2 separate regions of the Pan troglodytes genome follow, and region 2 is linked to region 1. A link is a contact called in public Hi-C data. All regions are on one chromosome and are shown on one strand. The core of a region is the stretch at or near the end of the contact, and the rest is flanking DNA. Distances in the headings are between cores, read along the strand shown. Region 1 holds the start of TSPAN18 (tetraspanin 18). Region 2 has its middle 54 kb from the start of PRDM11.

Region 1 (7,222 bases), core at 3,079-5,578:
GCCTCTAAAGAAATAGAGAAACCGAGGCTCAGAGAGAGGCTGTGACTCACACAAGGCCACATCGCTCCATCTGTAACAGTATCAGGGCTGGAACACCAGTCTCCTAATGCCTGGTTCAGCTACCTTTCTGCTCCATCCTGTTGCCTTTTGTACACACTTGCCCACCACCAGTGAACATGTTTTTGCTCATCTCCAAGTTGTTGAATTCACTAATTAAGCCAGCAGTCTTGGGTGCAGACCAGGGGCAAGAGCTGGATCTTAAGACAACAAGTACCCAGATGAAAGACCAGCCCTGCCAGCTGCAAACACAGGCTCACCATCTTACTCTCCCATTCTTTATAAAAAGTGTTTCAAACGCCAAGGGCAGTGGCTCACGCCTGTAATCTCAGCACTTTGGGAGGCCAAGGCAGGTGAATCACGAGGTCAGGAGTTTGAGACCAGCCTGACCAACATGGTGAAACCCGTCTCTACTAAAAATTCAAAAAAAATTAGCCAGGCATGGTGGCACACACCTGTAATCCCAGCTACTTGGGAGGCTGAGGCAGGAGAATCTCTTGAACTCGGGAGGCAGAGGTTGCAGTGAGCCAAGATCGCACCACTGCACTCCAGCCTGGGCGACAGAGCAAGACTGTCTCTCAAAAAAAAAAAAAAAAAAAAAAGTGTTTCATGATCCACCCCCACTCCCTCAGATGGAGCGCTAATGCAGGTCCAGGGTGCCAGCCCGGGTGGCAGGAGGAGCCCAAGCTGGTACATTTGCTCAATGGCATCAGGTGGTAGAAACGCCTGATCAATGGGCATCATCTGCTCAGTGGGACCAGAGTGCTGGTTTCCAAGGCCCCCTCCCTGTGCTGCACCTCAGCTGAGCATGAACAAATGTTCCTGATTTTCCCTCTCAATGGCTGATGAAATAGACCAGAAAAGCAGCCCTCTGGAAAGGGAGAGGTCCCTAAAACCTGCACCCCAGGAACTGAAAGGGCTCTTCCCAAGAAGAGTGGGGAGCGAGCCTGCGGACTAACATGGGGCTCCCAGCAGGGACTGGTTACAGACATTCCCCTCTCTACCCAAAACTGCTGGGCACTTTGTCCTTCAGCTCTGATGGCAGGAGCTGGTTTCTGAATCTGCTGCATTCACTCAACGCAGGATTTTGCTGTGTACAGGCAGGCAGAGAAAGGCAAGCCAGCCCAGAGAGGCACCTTCCACTGAATGGAAGGCGGAAGGAATGGAGCAGGGCTGCCCAGCCCCCTAAAAGGTTAGACTCTCCTGCTCTAAGTTGCAAGATGGCTCAGAATCTCCTCAGCCAACATATTCATTTTACAGACTGAGGAAGCAGGCTCAAGAGGGGAAATAACCTGCCCAAGGCCACACGGATGACTCAGAAGAGCTAGATTTCAAATCTGCTATTTTCCCTCTTCCTGGCACCCCCTCCCACACATCCTTGAATTAATCCTGTGTCCCTACCCAGCACCCTGCCCTCCAACACACCCCTCAGACCATTAAAATCTCATTTTTTAAAGGGCAGATGGTTCCTTCCTGGATTCAGCCCAAGGTGTCCTAAACCCAACCCCAAGGTATCCTAAACCCAACTAACTTCGGCTTCTAGAAAGTGTCCTGGAGCTTTCAATGATGTGCTACCATTTCAGCCTGGGGTTGGGTAAAAGCACCACATATACTGGCTGTTTGAATGGGTTTGGGGACAAGGGAGACAAGGAAACAGAGTGCCCAAGACTTGAAATGTTGCTAAATCAGAGATCTTGGAGTTTGCCTGGGAGAAGACTGAGCCCACACAAGATACTTTAAGCCCAAACACAGACTTTAGTAGCCCTTGGGGACCTTCAATTCCCTCTCCAATTCAGGAAAAGTGGGGTGGGGGTAGGGAGAAGAGGGGAGGGACAGAACACGGGAAACGCTGGCCTTTTAGGGGCCCCATGCTCCCAGGCAGGTTCCAAGGCAGGGCTGGTCCATGCAGGCTTCCCTCCACAGAAAAACAAGAGTCACTAAAAGCAAAACACAACAAAAAAAACTTCTTTTGTTTTCCAGCCCCCTGGAATGTCTTAAAGACCTATCCAGAGACAGCAGGCTTCTCCACCCTTTCCTTTCTCTCCTCTCTCCTCCTCCTCTTCTATTCAAAATAAAAATCATGCTGATCTGTCTTTATGGCAACTTTGTCCTGGAGCATTTCAGTAGCATCCAACAAAAACATGTGGCAGACTACATTGAACAGAGGAACCTCATCTCTTTCAGGGACCCCCATTTCCCCCACCTTTGTAAGGGACATTAAGGACATGGGAGCAGGAGGGGGGCTGCCCAAGGAGCACAGGTTACCAGCTAAGAGAAAGATGAAAACTTCTACCAACCACAATGAGGCCACGGCACAATCTATGATTTGCTCCTTTGCACTCACTTGGAGTGATGGGAGGAGGGAGGGAACTGGAGAGAAAGATGAGGCAATAGTCCCTCCAATGTCCCTTCAATGTTAGCCCCGCACATGACAAAGATGACAGTCCTCACAGATGCCAGCAGCTGTCGACTTCCCAAGGCACAGACACACAGACTCAACATACAGGGACCCGGAGGCCAGATAACTGGGACCCAGGGCAGATTTCCACCAATAATTGTGAAATGACCAGAAGAATGTGGCCTAGAGACCACAGACCCAGGGGATGAGGGTGGGGGCCAGGGCTCCTTGACTGCTGAGAAATTTAACACTTCGCCTGGACTGCTGAAGTCTTTAAGGCCCCATCCCCCACCGCCCGCCCTGTGCCTCCCAGTTTACTTGTGCCCAGAGAGAGGATACCCCAAGACCCCCATCCTGCCTTCACCAGACAGGGATTCGACCAGATCCAGGAAACAAAGGTGCAACTTTTACAAAAAGGGTGCATGCATTTTGGGGTTTGGGTTTCTGCAACTCCAAAAACCGTCAAAAAGTTAATTCTCCAACCCACTCTCTCTGCACCAATTCGCAGTTGTAGTTTCTTACGTCTTTTTCTGGGGGTAAATTTCTTACTCATCCATTTGCCCTGCCAGCCTTCCCGAGAAAAATCACATCCTGACTCCCAGCCTTTCCAGCCCACGGCGCAGTTATAACTGTGGACCTTTCGCCTCACTCTTGGTCCCGCTCCCCCGTCTGGCTAGTGTAGGGCGGGCTCCTCGGGGCGAGACCCCGCGTAAGTTGGGTGTCTGTGGTCCCTGCGTCCTGGATGTCGGCGCAGTTGCCTCGCAGGAGCCAGAACGCGCTTCCTGCGGGCGAGGGCCGGGGCAGTGCGCCCCCTGGCGGGAGCCCAGTCACCTCACTCCAGCGGGAGCCCAGTCACCTCACTCCAGCAGGACCCGGAGCCGGCGCGATCCCACCCGAGCCGAGCACCCTCCCAACTGGCTCCCACTGCCCCCTAAATCTGGACGTGCCCGAGCCTCCCACCCACCCAGCACCCCATGGAGTCTCCACTTCCCCAAACCGCACACACCTAAGGAATAAGGGGGGTACTGGAGGAACGCGTGGCGCCTCCGCCCCGCCCCGCCCCGCTGCCAGGGACCCCAAAGGCAGCCCGCCCTCCATGCAGCTGCCGGGCCCCACGGCCCTCCCGGCCCCGATCGCCGCTCCCAGTCCCTGGTCCCTCACTGTCCTACCGGGTGGCGTGGCGAGCAGCCCCTTTCCGGGCGCAGCCCTGGCCGAAACCCCGAACCTTGTAACCACACCTGCCACCCCGCGCCGTTCTCCAGAAGCCCCCACTCCTCCACCTGGAGCATTGGGAGCCCACCGGCTCTGCACCTGTCCTGGGCGCAGCCCCCGGCCCTCAGCGGACTCCGGGCAGGCACCGGGTGGAGACCGTCCCCGGCCTCCCAGCCCCCGCGTGCTAGTTTGAGTGGAACTTGGTTGCCGGGCTTCCGTCCTGGGATCCCTACTCCACCCCAATTCCCCGCCGCGTCCAGCAGCACCCCCAGGGCGGCGCGCGGGGGGGTCCCCAGGTCCCCGGGGGCGCGGCGGCGGCGTGCGGAGGGCACGGAGGTGCGGAGCCCCATACCTTCCAGCGGCGGCGGCCGGACCCCGCGCCAACTCCCGCCGGCGGCCGGGGGGAAACTTTCCTGGTCGGAGGGGCGCGCTCGCAACTTGCCCGGCGCCGGCTGCCTTCCCGGCGGTGGCGGCGCGTCCGGGGACCCGCAGCGCGAGGCGGCGGCGCTCGCTCGGGGCTCGGGGCCGGGACCGGGGCCGGGGCCGGGGCTGGGGCCGGGGCTGGGGCTGGGGCTCGGGCGGCCTCGCGCGGCTCCGCGGTGGATCGCTCGGCGCTACGTCCGCCCCGCAGCCTGGAGCCCCGCGACGCCGGCGGCAGCTGCACGCCCGCCAGCCCGCCGGCCCCACCTCCGCCGCCGTCCGTCCCTCCCCTCCCCCGCCCTCCCTCCCCCTCCCCAAACCTCCGCCCCTCCCGGCTCCAGACGCCGTTGCTGCCGAGAAGCGCGTCTCCTCTGCGGGCTGCCCCTCGCCTCCCGCCAGCCTCCGCCTCCTCCTCCAGCCCCGCGTCCAGGCCTTGTCTGGGGGTCCCTGGGCCCACCCTCTGCCCATCTCCCCTTCCTCCGCCTCCGACCACCTCCCGCTCTGCCCGCGGGCCCTCTCTGCGTCTGAATTCGGAAGATCGTTGCGGGAGTGGGGAGAGGGGCATGCTGGACCCGAAGTGTTTATTCCAGGGGAACTTTCAGCTGACCCCGGGGCCCAAACGCAGGGGTTGGGGTGAGATCCTCGGTCCCGATCGGGCTCCTGGGCTTCCCGCTGCCGGGGGAAGTACCTGTTGAAAGCCTGGGGAACTCACCCTCCTCTGACTTGCAGATAAGAAAGGGGACTTCCAGCATGGAGGGGCCTGACCCCAGGTGGGATGCAAATGACTTGGTTGCAAGGGGCCAGATCGGTGTCTCCGGCCTCAGGGCTGAGGTTCTTGCGGGGCTGGGGAGCTTATCTTTTCTTCTCTGTACTGCTGCCACAGCAGCTCTGGCTCCCAACCCCTGACATGACTTGCCTGAGACTTTTAACCTCTGAGCCTCCTCTAAACAACTACCCGACCCTGCCCCAGACAAAACGGACAAGCAAGCAGATCAAAGCTGACAGCCCAAGTGAAAGTACTGATGACAGGGGCTCGGGTCGCCCACTCCTCTTCCCTTGGCAACTCTGTTTTGAGTCCCAGCTTGAAGCTTCCACACCCCATCCCCGTGGGCCCTAGGCATTCAAGCACACATCAGCTCTGCAGGAGGCCCCTTGGCCAGCTGATTCTCACTAAGGGGTGACTGATAGGAAGGAGTTGACCCTACTCCTGTCTTGTATATGGATGTTGGTAGTCAGGCCACTGGGCAGAGTTTGGGGGGAGGAGATCTTCTTGTTTTGTTTTTGTTTTGTTTTTGAGACAAGGTCTCGCTCTGCTGACCAGGCTGGACAAGCCTGGTCAACAAGCACAGCTCACTGTAGCCCGACCTCCTGCACGGCTTACTGTAGGCTCGACCTCCTGGGCTCAAGCAATCCAATCCTTCCAACCCAGCCCCCTCGAGTAGCTGGGACCAGAGGCATGCGCCATCATGCCTGGCTAATGTTTTCTGTTGTTTTTGGTGTGTGTGTGTGTGTGTGTGTGTGTGTGTGTGTTTTGTAGAGCTGGACTCTTACCATGTTGCCCAGGCTGGTCTCCAATTCCTGGCCTCAAGTGATCCTCCCACCTCAGTCTCCCAAAGTGCTGAGATGACAGACGTAGCCACTGCACCCAGCCACCAGCCAGAGTTTTGAGAGGCAGGAAGTGGCTGCCTTTCCTTGCCCACATTCCAGGAAATGGATTCATCCCTGTAAGGACTTCAGTGATGTCTGGTCCTTTCAAGAACTTCACCGCGTCACCGGGACTCTTAGAGTAGGCACGTGGCTGCAAGAAAAATCCCTGGATCCGCGGTTTCAAAGGGACCCAGAGTGAGCAAAGCTTCACCCAAGGGGAGGAAGTCCCTAATGGTGGAATTTCTATAAGAGGAGGACAAGGAGAAGGGCTCCACATTCACCCTTCAGCTGCCAAAACAGAATGGAGGGTGGAGGCTGAACACCCCGCAGGCCCTGCACTTGTGGAATGCTGCTGGGAGAGGCCCTGTGTGAGCCTCCTTGGACACCAGGCGCCACATACATTTCAAGAGGAAAAACGGGAAGCCCACAGCGAGGGTGCTGGAGCTCGGGAAGTGGAGACCAGAGACAGGCAGAGAGAGGGATAGAGTCTCTAAGGGTCTGGGGCTTGGCAGAACGGGGCAGGCGCAGGGGAAGAGAGTGCAGACCCGCTGCACAACTCAGACAACCAGCTCGGTCCCTGACTCCAGTTCCAAGTCAGTTTCCTGGACCTCAGCCTCTCTCCAGCCTCCATGGAGGACCTGGCCCTATCTGTGCATTAGCTAAGGACATCTGCTGAATAGGCTTCTCTAAATCAACTCTTATTTTTTCATTTTTTTAAAATTTACTTAAGTGAGCTTGTTTTTAAAAAGGTATGTTAAATTATTACCATAAATGGAAAGCCAGCATCACATTACTATAAATAGAAGGTAACCATTAAAATAAATACAATGAAAATAAGTGTTATTAAATTCTAACAATGTATCTTTAACCACAATAATAATAATACAGTCTAACAAGGTACTGCTGCCTGAGGAGGTGCTGAAGCTCAGGTCCCACTTTCTCTTTGAAAGGGAGGTTACCAAAGGCTAGAAAGGTGTTAAAGACACATTAGCAACAAACTCTTCATCAAGAGCATTGATGAAAAGAGAACTGGGAAGGGACCCCCTCCACTCCCACTCCTCACCAGGTCAGTTAGGGTATTGGAGGCCCTTGGATTACCTCCAATGACCTTAATTTCCTTGAACATCTCGGATGTCCTCTCAATTGGGAAACATAATTCTATGTATTGGTGCAAAAGTAATTGTGGGCTGGGTGCAGTGGCTCACGCCTGTAATCCCAACACTTTGGGAGGCCGAGGTGGGTGGATCACGAGGTCAGGAGATTGAAACCCTCCTGGCCAACATGGTGAAACCCCGTCTCTACTAAAAATACAAAAATTAGCTGGGCATGGCAGCACGTGCCTGTAATCCTAGCTATTCGGGAGGCTGAGGCAGGAGAATTGCTTGAACCCGAGAGGCAGAGGTTGCATTGAGCCGACATTGCGCCACTGAACTCCAGCCTGGCGACAGAGCTAGACTCTGTCTCAAAAAAAAAAAAAAAAAGTAATTG
Region 2 (7,222 bases), core at 1,843-4,342, 370 kb before region 1:
GCTGAGGGAGCTGAGGGCTGGAGGAAATAAAAGGAGGAGGTGGGTGTGGAGGGGTTCCAAGGGGGAGCTGTTACAGAGGGAGGCCCAGCTGTAGGTTCCTGTCCCCACGGCTTAGAAGGGCTGGCAGCTGGCTTTGAGGCCCATGGCAGGGAGACATCGCTGTCACCTTCTTTTGGGGGAGGCAGCCAGTGACACAGCTTCAGACAGCTCCCTATTGTTCCCAGCAGACAGGGTGGCAGGTTGGCGGGATCCCACTGTGGTGGCAGGTTGGGGAAGGGCGTTGTTAAGCAGTTGGCAAGGCCAGCCAGCCCAGTTCCCTGCCCCCATGCCTGTGCTGGTGGCTGGACAAGGGCAGTGGTGGCTCCAGACTCTGTTTATCTCCTTCTGCCAGGTACTGAGCTGCCAGTGTCTCCTCATCTCCCTCCCTTCCTTCCCTCCCTTCCTTCTTTCCTTTCCTTCCTTCCCTCCTCTCTTCCTTCCCTTCCTTCCCTCCTTCCTCCCTTCCTTCTCTCCCTCCTCCCTCCCTTCTTTCCCTCCCTTCCTTCCCTCCCTTCCTTCCCTCCCTTCCCTCCCTTCCTTCCCTCCCTTCCCTCCCTTCCTTCCCTCCCTTCCTTCCCTCCCTTTCTTCAATTCCTTCCCTCCTTCCCTCCCTCCTTCCGTCTTTTCCTCCCTCCCTCCCTTCCTTCCTTCCATCCTTCCATCCCTCCTTCCTTCCTTCTTTCCTCCCTCCCATTTTTTGCTCCCTCTACTTCCTCCCTTCAGTCCTCCCCTCCCCTCCCCTCCCTTTCCTTCTCCTTTCCCCTCCTCTCCTCTTTCCTCCCGTCATATCTGTCTCTCCCTCTTTTCTTCCTGCATGTTCTTCCTTCTTGCCTTTTCTCCTCTTCCGCACCATGACTCACTTCCTCCTCCTGCTCTCTCAGCCTCCCCCACCCCCTCCCAGCCCATGCCCCACTCTGGGGTCCCTCCATGCAGCTGGGGCAGCACTGGGCAGAGGACATTCAGGGGCAGCCTGGGTGGCAGGTCGCATCTGTCCCGGGCCTTTCCCAGAAGCCTCCCGTTTCCTGTCCAGCATCAGGTGTTAGGAGAGGTCATGGCACCCCATCGTCTCACCTCCTGCTACCTGCCACCCACTACCCTGTGATTCCAGCCCATCCCCAGAGGAGGACAAGGGACTCACATTCATTGAGCTGCAACTGCATGCTAGCTACTTGCACGGCACTTCAATTTACTTAAGCCTCCCACAGTCCATTGAGGTGGCTTACTCTTATTCCCATGTTATAGATGAAGAAACCGAGGCTCAGAGAGGCAGAGTAGTGTGAAGCCACACGGTATGCTGCCGGGAGAGATGGTCCTCAAGACAGCTGGAACAAGGTGGATCAGAGGCTCCTGCTGTCGGGGCCTCCCAGTGCCAGCCCTGATTTCAGCTCTGAGCCTGATGCTACTTTCTGGCCCTTGATCCCATGCTTGTTTGGTCACTCAGTCCTCATCTTCAGATAAATACAGGAGTAAGGAGAGAGAGAGACTGGGACCGCAGGAGGTACTCAATGATCTTTGCAGTAGGCCCAGATCTTTGCAACCAACTTCTTGGTTCCTCAGTGCTGCTCAGCCTGAAACTCTCTAAATAGCCTCTCTCCCTCCCCCCACAGCCACCCCGGCATACACAGATACACACCCCACACATGGAACAGCTAGAGCACATGTGGCCTCCCACACCGCCGCTTCTGTGGGTGTGAGGGCGTAGCTGTCGTGGTGATGGTGGCAGCAATGGAGGTGGTGGGGTTGTTGTAGTGGCAGTGGTGGGGTAGTGGTGGTGATGACAAACAGCATATCATTTAGCCACTCATAAATCTACAAGATACATACTATACATGCAAACTATAAAGAAAAGCAGCACAATGATTAACACTGAGTAATGACAAATTGTGCTCACAGATAGATAACGTTTCCAAGAAACCACAAACCACACTCATAGACACAGACCAAGCTAACTGTGAGACCCCACCAGTGAGTAAGCACCGGTGAAACACCCCTTCCTCTCCACTGCCTTTCTGAGTGACAGTGGCTTGCTCACCAGAGACAACGCCGGTGCGGTTTTAACCCTCCTGCCTCCAAGATCAAAATTATTAAGTGCCCAGGCACTCAGTCCAGAACTGGACTTGCTTTCCTGGTTTTCCTTGGAATCATCCAGCCAAGCCTAGATCTTCTCAGGGGCTTTCCAGATCCCTTTCCCTGAGACACCACCGAGGTTTCCCTGGGCTGTGCACTCCCTTGCAGCGACAAGCTTACGAAACCTCCCATTTTCTTACTACAAGCATGTTCTTGGGTCTCTGGGCCATGGGCTTCCACAGCACAACACGGAACCCAGTGGTTAACCTGGGCAGGGGGATATGGGGCAGCCACAGGGGCAGGGCAAGCGTGGGCTTGGAAAGCATTGGGAAGGTTTCTTAGGCTGGGTTTCTTAGTCTGGGCTTAAACAAGCCTTCATTTATTATTATTTTACGATTTAACATAGTCTTTTAAATGTGCGTATGTTATATAGATTATTTTATATGTATGTTTCACAGTAAAAAGTAAAAATAGGCTGGGCACATTGGCTCATGCCTATAATCCCAGCACTTTGGGAGGCCAAGGTGAGATGTTCGCTTGAGCCCAGGAATTCAAAACCAGCCTGGGCAACATAACGAGACTCCATCTCTACCAAAAAAAAAAAAAAAAAAAAATTAGGCAGGCATGGTGGCACATGCTTATAGTCCCAGCTACCGAGGAAGCTGAGGTGGGAGGATCACTTGAGCTTGGGAGGTGGAGACTGTGGTGAGCCATGATTGCACCACTATGCTCCAGTCTGGATGACAGAACGAGACCCTGTCTCTAAAAAAAGAAAAAAAGAAGTAAAAATGAAAAAGTTAATAAAAAAGAAAAAAACAACAACAACAGACGCCATGTTCTTGCCAGATGCCCAGGGAATGACTCTGGCCTTTTTCCTGGGCCCCATTGGCCTGGGACCAGCAGAGCAGCCCTGGGGTCCTGGAGGAGTCAGGGCTGGTTCTCAGGACTGGGGTGAGGCCCTCTGAGGGGAGGAGGTCTGACCAGCAACTTGCCTTCCCCTCCATTCAGGGCCTTCCCCACATGCCCGGAATTCCTGACCTGGCCCTGGTGCTGCCTCCCTTAGGGACAAGAGGTGGGGGCCTTTGACTGTTTGTTTAGAGGCATAGTTTCCTTAAATGGCTGGGTTTTTAAAGAATGTATGTGCCTGCAGCTAACTTCATCTCCCTGACAGCCAGGGCATCGGCTGCAGGAGGGCAGGCAAGAGACCGGAGGGGGCTGGGAGGAGTCCAGGGACGGGGGACAGAGGAGCCAGAAAGCTAGGCAAGGAGGCAGCTTCTAAAAAGCCTTGGGACCCCCCTTCCACTTCAGGAAGAAGACACAAGGCCCAGACAGGGAACATGAGAAGCACGCAGCAGGCGGGCATTCACACAGCAAATCAGGGACAACCGTGGGAATGCCAACCTGCTTATTTGTTTTTATTTCTATTAAGTCTTTTCCTGCCTCTGAGCCTTGGCACCTGCTGTTCCTTCTGCCTAGGCCCCCCTTCCTTTGGTTCTTCTAGTGACAAGCACCTTGTCGCTCTCCAGGTGTGAATGCTACTTCCTGACCACGCTTCCCCGATCCACAGGTACCTGAAGGACACACCAGCCCCTCCCACACCCCCGATTGTTATTTACATCATCCCGCCGAATGAATGAAGTCTGCAAGCTGTGGAATAGGTAGTTGTAGGTTTCCTTTGGAGAGGAATCTGCTATATCTTAAAACAGTGATTTCTTCTCTTTTTTCAGTTTACTTTCGTAGCCACATCGGAAAATCAAATGGTAATTTTAAAACTGTGTTTCCCTAAGCTATTTGATGTAGTCATTTATTTAACATGTGAACTATACCTCCTCCAATAGGCTCATTATAGCTATTGTGAACACTTGAGAACTGTTTCTGAGACATAGCCATGCTAGAAAATGTATTATTTAACCAAAAGAACAAACTTTGGCATTCTGGTTATTTTTTTTCAATGAAGCACAGTATTATTTTAACAGACATGGGCTTTGATTTCTGAACTTTTAACCTCATGGGTTACAAATATGAAATGGAGTCATATTTTAATGAAAAAGGAAATAGGACAATTTCAACTTGGTCAATGAGAAACGTTACATTTCAGGCTAAGAGGTTAATTCTGTTTTCATTTTCTTGGTTTTTCATCACCAAGAAAAGCAGTACAAGGTTTCCTGCTTTTAAATTCCCAGGTGATTTATAGATGTAGCGCAGTGTTATTTATGGGAAAACACCAGAAGAAAATAATCTTTCTGCATGAACAGAAGAAATTTTGATACACATTTTCCAACTAATAGTCTTCCTGCATTCATGTTTGACACCTTGCAAGGGATTCCTCCTGTTTTAGGACAGAGCCTTAACTCCTTTGGAGCCCACGAGGGCCTGAAAGATCTGGCTCCTGTCTTCCTCTTCTGCTTCATCTACTGTCCCCAGTGCTCCGTGCCCCTGATTGAACTTTGCTCCTTGCCCTTTACACACACTGTTCCCTCTGCCAGCCTCATGCACACTCCCTACCCTGTACTCATCAGTCCTGCCTTTCACAGTTTAGATGTCGCTTCTTCCAGGAAGCCTTCCCAGATGCTCTGGAATGAGTGATGCTCCAGGCAGCTTCCCACATGTTCTCTGTCATATTTTTTATCCCATTATATTATCTTGGTAATTCCTCAGTTTTTTTGTCTGACTCCTTCACTAGACTATAAGCTGTATGGGGACAGGGACCACGTTTAGATTCCTGGGGTCTACCATAATGTTTTACACATGGCAGGTGCTCCATTAATGCCAGGTGAATAAATGAACACATAGCCAGAATTTGACTGAGGTTCACCAAATTCTGGTAGCCCATCACCTATGGTCCATCATTCATAGTTCTTGGATGATTTCCTCTTAGTCATTAATTTGGTCATTCACTCCATCCATTCAACCAATTCTCCATCCATCCATCCATCCATCCTTCCATCCATCCATCTATCCATCCATCTGTCCATCCATCCATCCATCCATCCATCCATCCATCCATCCATCCATATATTTCTGTGACTAGCAGAAACAGTGAGGTTGAAGTCGCAGTTGGTTTTAGCGAAAGAAGAAAATCAGGATTTCTGATGTTAATGTCAGGTTTGGTGTAAGGTATAGATCAGGCTCAGAAAACCAGAACCACATTGTGGGCACACCCAAGCAGGGAGTGGCAGAGCTGATGGAGGAATGGCTTATGCATCAGAAGCTAAAGCAATTCAAGCCTCCCTCGCCCCCTGGCTGACACACATGGCCAGCACAGACACGTCTACTCTCACCTCCCCTCCCTCCCTTCCTTCCTTCTTCTATTAAGTCTTCATGGAGACCTCTCTCTGGGGCAGGCCTGTCCTGAAGACTGTAGAATCAGACCCAGATTTCTGCCCTAAAGCTGCTCTGAGTGTACACAGGGATTCTAGCATAGGCGTGGAGAACAATACAGGAGGCCCACTGTGGCCCCTGCCATAAGAGAGGCCCAGGTCATGTGCTCTGAGCACCTGGAGGGAAGAGAGGAAGGTAGGGCTGCATGTAGGAGGGGGCACTGGAACTGGATCTTGACGAGTGGGTAGGACTTGGGCATGTGAAAATGAGAGGAGAGTGTTCTAGGACACAATCAAATGAGCCAGGCAGAGAAATGGAATGAATCCAGGCAATTTCAGGGAATCCAGCCTGCTGGAGGGCAGGGAGTAGGACGTGAAAGAGGGCTGGGGAGAAAGCCAGGGAGGAACTGGGCCAGGTCACAGCCCTGGCCTTGGAGGCCAGCTGGGGAATGATGGATTGAGTAACTCACTCATCTAACAAATATTTTTAGCATTAATATGTTCCAGGCCACAGGCTGTGGGCTGGGTACAAAAAGGATGGAAATCTGCCCTCAGATGGCTCAAAGTCTGCGAGCCATTCCTATGCACTGAAGTGGTTCCAACTGAGGAGGGGCCTAGTCACTCTGGCTGGGTTCCCCGACCTCACCTTACCTCATCTCCCATATCCTGCATTCCCTCCATCTCACAGCCACTGCCATTTTAGGGCCCATTGGCTCTTCCCCAGTGCTTTGCAGTAGCATCCGGCCTGCTCTCCTTGCTTTAGCCTCATCCATCTTCCCCTCCCTGCAGGCAGTGGAATCTCCATAAAGGAACATATTATGGCCGGGTGTGATGGCTCACACCCGTAATCCCAGCACTTTGAGAAGCCAAGGTGGGTGGATCACATGAGCCCAGGAGTTCGAGACCAACCTGGGCAACATGGTGAAACTGGCTCTACAAAAAAATACAAAAATTAGCCGGGCATGGTGGTGTGCACCTGTAGTCCCAGCTACTCCGGAGGCTGAGGTGGGAGGATCGCCTGAGCCCAGGGAGGTTGAGGCTACAGTGAGGTGATGGTCACACGACTGCACTCCAGCCTGCAACACAGAGTGAGACCTTGTCTCAAACAAACAAACAAGAAAAAGGAGCACATCATGTTGCCCTCCCCTGCGTAAAACCCTTCCTGGCTCCCCAGTGCTCTGAGAATAACTTCCAAGACCTTGTCCTGGACAAAGCGCAGCCCTCACATTCTTCTCCCCCAACTCCTCCATGGCCTCATGGGAGTTCTCTCATTTTCCTGAGGGCTCCCTGTGTTTTCGTCTGATCAGGCTCATCTCCAGCCCTCACTGCCTACTCTGCGCAGGCTCCCCTTGCAGGCTCTGCAGGCTGGGGGCAGATATCAATTCCTTGAGCCCCCTTTCTGGACTCCCCAGGCTGTGCTTAGTGTGGCGAGGTGTGTTTTTTCTGCCTGTTTCTTTGCTTGGTTTTCCCCACAGCCTGTGAGCGCCTTGGGTGGGGGATGGCATTTGCTAAGCATACCATTGCCTCACCATTCTGTCTACAACCCGGGAGTATCCCGTATAGAGCAGGCCTTGGATTCCTGGGGACCTGAGGATGGATGAAAGCCAGGCTTAGACAGGGTGGGGTGGATGCCTCTCCCAGCACCCCCAGGCCACTTGGTGGGAAGGGGTCCAGAGATAGGAGGTGGGCGTCAACTTGGGAGGAAGCTCAGGACCTCTGGAATTCCAGAGAGGTCTGGCAGCCTCCAGGGTGTCCTCAGGTGAGATAAAGGGTTGGGCCAGGGTTGAGGATGAGGC

What was found. A called contact is a pair of places that touch in the nucleus more often than the background predicts.
Region 2: a Hi-C map of induced pluripotent stem cells shows a contact between it and region 1, with 2.3 times the contacts expected there. The contact joins the enhancer-like site here to the promoter of TSPAN18 in region 1. A contact is called at or near these places in 1 of 7 Hi-C or Micro-C datasets (induced pluripotent stem cells) and 1 of 1 datasets of contacts at active chromatin or transcription factors (stem cell-derived excitatory neurons).

What each region holds. Positions count from the first base shown.
Region 1 is chr9:48,737,275-48,744,496 of NHGRI_mPanTro3-v2.0_pri, reverse strand. It overlaps TSPAN18 (tetraspanin 18), which reads right to left and starts at 4,328. Exons shown (of 10, transcript XM_001159889.7): 1 at 4,020-4,328. The region is part of intron 2 of LOC134807346 (a long non-coding RNA gene); the gene reads left to right.
Region 2 is chr9:49,101,716-49,108,937 of NHGRI_mPanTro3-v2.0_pri, reverse strand. No RefSeq gene overlaps it. Among named protein-coding and RNA genes, the nearest start is that of PRDM11, 54 kb to the left of the region's middle. Within about 2 kb of position 3,092, at least 3 of the 24 cell types and tissues checked have an H3K27ac peak or open chromatin away from gene starts, as enhancers often do. A contact at or near this core is called in induced pluripotent stem cells, where this site is marked.